Regions from separate parts of the Mus musculus genome. Here region 2 is linked to region 1. Evidence: chromatin contacts called from public HiCAR-type data. All regions are on one chromosome and are shown on one strand. The core of a region is the stretch at or near the end of the contact, and the rest is flanking DNA. Distances in the headings are between cores, read along the strand shown.

Region 1 (3,751 bases), core at 354-2,853:
GAGTTGAGGACACCATAGGAACATGGCCCAAAGAATCAACTAAGCAGGGCTCATGGAATCTCAGAAACTAAAACAACCACTGACCTGTGTTGAAAAGCAGAAGGCAGAAGAAACCCACAATATACATGAGAGTTATACTCCTCATTGTACTCTGGGAAATTGATGGACTACTTTATCTTTCTTGGTCTCTTCTGAGTTCTCTAAATGTGAATCTGTATCTCAATTTCCAATTGCTTGCAACACTGACAAGATACAATTACTAGGATAAGTGAGAGTTAGGGCCAGCCAAACATATTTATATATTGCAAAGATAATAGGAAATACCTGTCAATCAGTCCTCAAAACTTTGAAATAAATGGAAAAGTCCATAAAATAACATATAGTCTTGTCTCTTAAGTGTTTTTTCAAACCAGTAGGACTAAATTATACACATATGATGAAAGAGAGAAGAACATAAGATGTTTTCATTTTAGCATCGTAGATTTATAAATTATATAAACACATTTATAATCATAAAGAAACATACATAGAATTTGTATGTCAATGTTTTCCAAGGTGACATAAATTCAAACTTTTATTGCCCTGGTGTTGGGATTCAGAAGTATCATGGACCATTAACAAGTAGAGGCTTTCAGAAGGTCTAAGATCATTAGGAGCTTGTGCTCAAACTGGACTGTGGGGACACAGTCCATTCTGTCTCTCCAGCATCCTGGCTGGAAATGTAAGCAGTTTACCCTTCCACCAACTCCCGTTCTAATGTGCCACCTTCACAAAGACCTAAGATAATTGTAACTCTAGGACTTTGGATTGAAAACTTCATAACCATGAACCAAATAAAAGAATGATCAATGTTAAGGGCTTGCTTTCAGAAGCATACTCATAAGCAGAAACTACCATTCAAACTACTTGTTAATTCCCCATCACTACTATCACAAATCAGGACAAATGTGGGACCTTAGAGCATACCACATTTATTTCCTCTTCACTCAGGAGACCACACTCCAGCATGGGTCTTACTAGGATGAAATCAAAGCACTGGAAGCCTACATTCTTCTGCAGGTTACAGAGAAACCTGTGCCCTTGACTTTTCAAATTCCCATAGACTCCAGGGTTTCTTAGACCAAGGCTATTTGTCACTAAAAGTTAATAAGGGTGGATGGAGTTTTTCCCAGACTCTACCCCGACATTGAGATTCCCGGTGCCTTCCTTCATTTTACAGAATCCTGTGATTACAGAAGCATGTTCAGAGAAGTCAAGATCACATTTCCTCTAAGGATTCTTGACTTAATTACATCTTCTGAGTTTCTGTTAGAGTCAGATATGATAACACGCTTAAGTCCTACCATATGGCACCAAAGGGAATGAGTGGCTTTATTTACCATGCTATAAATGACTAGTGCCATACCTGGAACAAATAATTTGGGAGCAGATATATGTTTGTTTGTTTTTCTGCCTTTATAAGAAATATTATATGCTGTCATTGTTACCGGACTACCTTGAGAGCCAAATATTGGAAAAATCAATTAGTTAATCATCAACCTCAACTGCTATCCATAAACAGTATGCCACTTCAAACAACATGAAGTTAATGGTTGACTTTGACCACAAACATTCCATAGCTCTGCTCAAGGTGAATTGGATAGTGCTCCCTGTTAGATCAAACAGTGCCTAATTTCTGATGTTTTCATCAAGCCTTTTTTCATAACTCCTCAGCCAACAATTATGAGATAAACATTTGCACATTTTTTAAAAGACAGAATGTTACTCTTTCACTGTGGCCCTCCTACTAATTTCAGATAGCTCTCTCCTTTGCAACTGATGGGATTTGGTTAGTCATACTTCCATCTTAGCACCTGTGACCTCCACCTTTGTATGTCTGCTTTTTAACCAAAAAGAGATGGCTTGTTTGATGCGTTTCTATTATCTTAAATATAACTGAGAGGTTATGAAGACATTTCTACTTGAACATGACTATGATATCTGCTAAGATACTGAAACACTTAAATAGCTGCCTCCATGAGAAAACCAAAGAGAGAGTGGGCTAGCTCTAAGCCCAATGCCTTTGCACAACAAGCTAGAATCATATTTTTAAACTTCAGGGCAGGGTCTAGCTAGTAGCAGATGTAGATATTTGTTGTGTAAAAATAATAAAACCACCTCTTAAATTGATAAATGTTTAAAAACTAAAAAGAAAAGAAAATAACATTTTTTACCACTTTATACAACAGTCTGAAGGTTACTAGTCTTCCAAATTGTGTGCTTTATGCTTTAAAAATGAGCTGAGGTATTATAATTCAGGGATGAGTTCACAGTAGAAAGAAAATTTTATGTCACAAGTGAAGAAACAGTTTTAGAATATGTTTCATTTTATACCTCTTTAATTGGTATGTGCCCTCATGCATGTCAAGGTTTGTGTATAGGTGTGAAAGTCTGGCTTCTGAAAGTAGGTTCTTGCATTGTATAATGTGGGTTCCCAGAACCAACACCACCAGCAAAGGAATATCAAGTGCTGTCTTGTATTTATGACATTTTCATGGGTCTGGGAGCAAAATTGAATAAAGAAGGCACAGGGGTGTAAAACACAGAAATGGGCCCAAATAAGTTATAGACAGTTCTCCAAAGATAAAGTTATATAAAGCAAATAAAAGTGGGATGCTTCTCTCATGATATAGGACAAGATGCCATTCATTTAAAAGATAAGACATCTCCACAGGGAAGGAGGATAACATTTGAAATGTAAATAAATAAAATAACCAATAAAATATGGAAAAAAAGATAAGATGCTGATAGAGTGTTTTAAGACACAAAAGATTTCAGAGCACAGTAACTTCTTTCTACTTTAAAATCACATTGTTTTTATAAACATCAATATCAATAAAACATAAAGATAAAATTATTTCATTTTTATATATAGGTTTTCAAACAGAAATGGTAGCTACACAAAACAGCTATTATGTTAGCTGAGTGTTTGCAAGTGAAGATAAATTATTGTTGGTCTAGGTTATAGCATCTTAAGGAATACTTCAGTTTATTTGAAACTGATCTACTTTGGGTAGTCTGCACCCTCAAACAAGACAGTAGTTATATTATACAAGTCAATACTAGCCACAAAAATACTAAATAAAACACATTCCAAAAATATTAGGTTTCTAAAGGGCAAAGAAACCTCCTAGGACTTGAGGGGTATAAGGAGGGAAAAGTTAAAAGGGAAACTTTAAGAATAGGAGGAAATTGCTCTTGCCTTCTTGCTCTCCTTCTGTCCTCTCTCTCCTGCTCCTCCTCTCTCCCCATTTCCCTCTCCTCTCTCTCACTACTTGCTCATGGCCAGCCTCTACTCCTCTACTCTCTCTGACTTTTTCTTTGTCTACTATCGTCGCAGCTCCCCTCCCCCATGCCCTGAATAAACTCTATTCTATATTATATATAAACATATAGGAAGAAATTAAAACAATAAATACATTGTCAGTAGAAAAATAAAAACAAAATCAAATGTATATAAGAGGAACATAATCACTATTATAGTGCAAGAAGGAAAATGTATAATTGTTTTTATGAAAGTTATGACCAATATACAGCTTTTTAACTTATTTTAGACTAATTATTAAAACACATTACCCAATTTTTAAAGTAATTGGTAGGTAAGCCATTCAGCAGATTAAATTTATGAATCGTCATTGCAAATCTCATTGTACAATAAAATGATTAAGGAGACAAATTATTTCCAATATTGTTTCTCAGAATTGATGCTATC
Region 2 (3,751 bases), core at 736-3,235, 710 kb after region 1:
CTCCATCCAGACCTGGTCCCCAGAGGCCCCGAATGACAAGGTGCTCACAACATCTGTTCAATAAATGAATGACATAAAAATACGGCTGGGTTTAAGTTTCTCTGTTCAAGGATCCTTCCCTGAGGACTGTGAGATGCAGAGTAGGTAATTTACTGGCCTCTAGTGGTACAGAGAAGTATAAATCTAGACCACTCGCTCCTTCCTCTCTGCGGCTCCAGGGATTTTTCTGAAAATCTACCAGATAATGTCTAGTTGTCTTTCTTCTTCTATTCCAAAATCCTAAGAAGTATGTCCACGTTATTGCCTTTCTAACATTGGGATCCCCTTAAAACTGATGTGGAAAGGAATCTCCAGCTGCTAGGGAAGGAAGAACCATGGATTTATCAGTGACTGTTGTCGTTGGCTCACATACAATCTGTGGTTGAATTTTAAGTCTGGATCTTTAACTGTGGCTTAGTGCTTACACACCAAGGTTCCACTACAGTGCAACACTGAAATTAAAGGTTGTATAACAGAAGATAGGACAGTCAGTGTGAGTGAGGACAAGCGATGCCACTGTCAGAATTTAACATTTCAGAGGGTAGGGGACTGCACTCCAGTGCCACAGGAAACTTTGAAGCCACATCTCTCTTAAGTTCTCATCCACCTATAAAAGAAGCTTAGGAAAATGCAACTCAATTGGGGGTTAGGGACGAAGGAGAAGAATCAAGATTAGGAAGCTAAACAAGTTTTTAAAAAATGCTTCAGAGCCATCTAAACTATAATTTCATGACTGAAGATATTCTTTTAAAATTTTGTTTTTATTAAAATACCCTACTGTCAAATTTGTATGCACAACACACACACAGAGTAGAGAAAAATGACCTCTGGAACACAATTATACACCACTGCATATACACAAGCACACTCAATAACTTGTGCAGCACACAGCATATGCCACAATAAAATATTGGACACATCTTTAAAAAAAAAAAAAAAACAAACAAAAAAAGGAAACTCTGGTTAAAATAGTAAATTGTGAGTAAAAGAAAGCAGGTATCCTGAGTTACAATGTTAAGTAGTTTCTACCCATCTACTTCTTAACTTCACCTAGTTATTTTCAAGTTGAAGCTGGAAAGGCATTGTATTAAAATGATCTCACGCAGACCTGGAATGGTTAAGTGACTTGGAATTCTGGTTGAGAGGACTGGGGATTGGCAGAGATTCTAAAGACGTGGCTCGTTGTGGTGTGGCGAAAGAAACCTCCATGTTTAGAGTCGCCAGCTCTTAAGAGAAATAAGTCATCTCTCTCTAGCCCCAGCAGCATCTGAGATTCTATGACTTAGCTAACACTCATCTCTTAGGCCGTCCTCCACGGTTCTTAATACTGCTTCACAACCTCCATCTTAATCCTTCTGCTTTGAATTTGCAAATAAATCCTCCGCTCAATTTTCCAGACCACTAATTTCCTAAATCCTGAGTCACTTCCCTCCTGCCCTTCAGACCAATCATTGACCCGGGACAGGCTCCTTCACATCTCAGCCTCACAGCTAACTCCGCAGAGCTCCCTTCTCACCCTTTCCCACGCTATTCTTGCCCTATGGATCTGTTATTCTTTCGGATCTGAAATACCCACTAGAATTCTCCTGCGTTAACATCTCACCAAGGCTTCCAAAACACTGGCTCCTTGCCGGCTCACAGTGTTGATTTCTCAAAAGTCTAATGACCCTTTCTGGTTGTTCATGGACTGATCAATACTGAGGGGCAGCAAAGGATCTCATTAGCATATATGAAAATAAGGATGGACACATACGACACAACCTCCTTTATGCCGAATTTGGGGAGTCTTGTAACCTTAGAGAGTGGAGTTACACAGGCTGCAGGGACTCAGTAACTTCCTGCTTCCAACTCCTACTCTGTTGAGCCTCCGCAGATGATGGGCAGAGAACAAGCAAAGTGGTTTTGCAGCTGCGGCAACCTCATATCAGCAGCTCCTCCTCTGGGCCCAGCTAGACAGAGCATCTGTCTCAAGGTCATCAGTTGCTGGCTGGGCACTCTCATTACCCACTTCTGCTGCCACTCCCCACATTTTCAGTTCTTGGGACTCTTCCAGAGCGCTGTTCAGAACGTCATTTTTCTAGTGAGTTGGCACTTTCTCTCCTGGGCTGTAAGTTCCTCTGCTGTGGGGTCTCACCATCAATCCCATCCATCTGCCGGGTTTTACTCCTGAGTCCCCAGTGCTCCAGGGCCAGGGGAACTGCTCTCTCATTTTTCAGCCCTCTTTGGGTTTCTGCTACAATTTTCAACATGATCTTGAACAGGACAGAAGTAAGAGAGAAAGATAGGGGGAAAAAAGAAAATTTCAAATATCTTATCCTTAACAGAATTTTTACTTTAATCACAAGAGTGTCCTGTGGACCAAAGCTAAGGTACAGACCCCATATGAAGCAACAGGATGTCCCTGAGCATAATAAGCATTCATTTGCTCTATGCATGACTGTGCTACCGGGAGCCACTCCATCACCAAAGTGGGTCGTATGACTGACTGGGCAAACAAATCTGTTGTTTTGGGGTCACTATTCCAGTCCCTGCCTTTGTCTCAGTAGTTACTAAGCAGGTAACACCACGACAGAGGGTAGACTCTGGCACACAAACTACCTGCGTTTAAACATTAATACCAAGATCTGGCTTCAGCATTCTGCATAAGGTTCTTAACCTCTGTTACTCAATATCTCATCTATAAATTATTCTAGGGACTTAGAAAATGAAAGCTTTTAGTGGACATAGAAGCCAAGTGTGGGAAAGTACTTAAGGTGGGCCTTTAGCACTACTTAATAAGATCCAAGCCAATCACAACAGCCAGACCACAGCTAGCCAAGCAGGAGTTATCATTCAGCACCACCCAATGGTAACTGCATACTTGACCACACTGCCTTCCTCAAGGCCTGGCGCAACTGCTCAGCTAAACCAGCCTGCGCCAGCTGTTACACTGTTGAGGTTCCTGTGCGTCTTGCCCAGTTTTAGGGTAATCTTGTGCAGGCAGCAGGATGGGTGGTACCCTGTAACAACTAAGGATGGCGGGGTACACACACAGACCCAAAGGGGTAGGAACACCACCACTAGCAAGATCCCCAGAATTAGAGCAATGCGAAGCAGCAGCCTGCTAATTAGCTCTCTTAGCAAATGCACGCAGGAATCCCTATTGTGCTGAACAGAAGACACCTAAATTTGTCGGACATCTCAGATTTATTCATCCAAGAAATCTTTTCTACAGAATTCATCCAGCAGAACTTAGCTACATTCTCAAAGCTGTAACCAGCACCCAACTTCGATTCCCACAAAGTGAACAATTATATAAAATGAGACAGCAAGTCAAAACCATCAGCATGGAACACATGATTAGAGTCTTAAGATTAAAAGGTGCCGTTAATAACCATACAAAGACAACAAAAATATGCCCGGGTACACAGTAAACCCTAACTCTCCAAATGGCTCATTAAATAACCTTCCAAGTTCCCAGTCAGCTTTCTCAAAGACCCAACCCTTGAAATAATACATAAAAGCCTGTTTTTTTTTCCTCATTTGCTTTCAATGCTTTACTTAGCAGTTTCATAAATAAAAAGTAAATAACCTATTTTTCAGCGTTAACATTAAACACAGTGAGTTTACATAAAGCTAAATAGCATTTAGTTGATTAAGAAAATCTGAAGGGTTTTTAACACCATACTAGATATCGTTCAACAATGTCTAAAAATGAAAAACTGTTTATTAA

The links. HiCAR-type assays count read pairs that join an accessible place to other places.
Region 2: a contact with region 1 is called in a HiCAR-type map of kidney, with 4 times the contacts expected there. The contact joins two enhancer-like sites. A contact is called at or near these places in 2 of 115 datasets of contacts at active chromatin or transcription factors (embryonic stem cells and kidney).

The regions. Positions count from the first base shown.
Region 1 is chr5:49,327,643-49,331,393 of GRCm38.p6, forward strand. All of the region lies in intron 1 of Kcnip4 (Kv channel interacting protein 4), which reads right to left. Among named protein-coding and RNA genes, the nearest start is that of Kcnip4, 200 kb to the right of the region's middle. Within about 2 kb of position 1,604, at least 11 of the 459 cell types and tissues checked have an H3K27ac peak or open chromatin away from gene starts, as enhancers often do. A contact at or near this core is called in kidney, where this site is marked.
Region 2 is chr5:50,032,431-50,036,181 of GRCm38.p6, forward strand. The region is part of intron 1 of Adgra3 (adhesion G protein-coupled receptor A3); the gene reads right to left. It overlaps LOC115490186 (a long non-coding RNA gene), which reads right to left. Exons shown (of 2, transcript XR_003955916.1): 2 at 1,790-3,751. Among named protein-coding and RNA genes, the nearest start is that of Adgra3, 25 kb to the right of the region's middle. Within about 2 kb of position 1,986, at least 64 of the 459 cell types and tissues checked have an H3K27ac peak or open chromatin away from gene starts, as enhancers often do. A contact at or near this core is called in kidney, where this site is marked.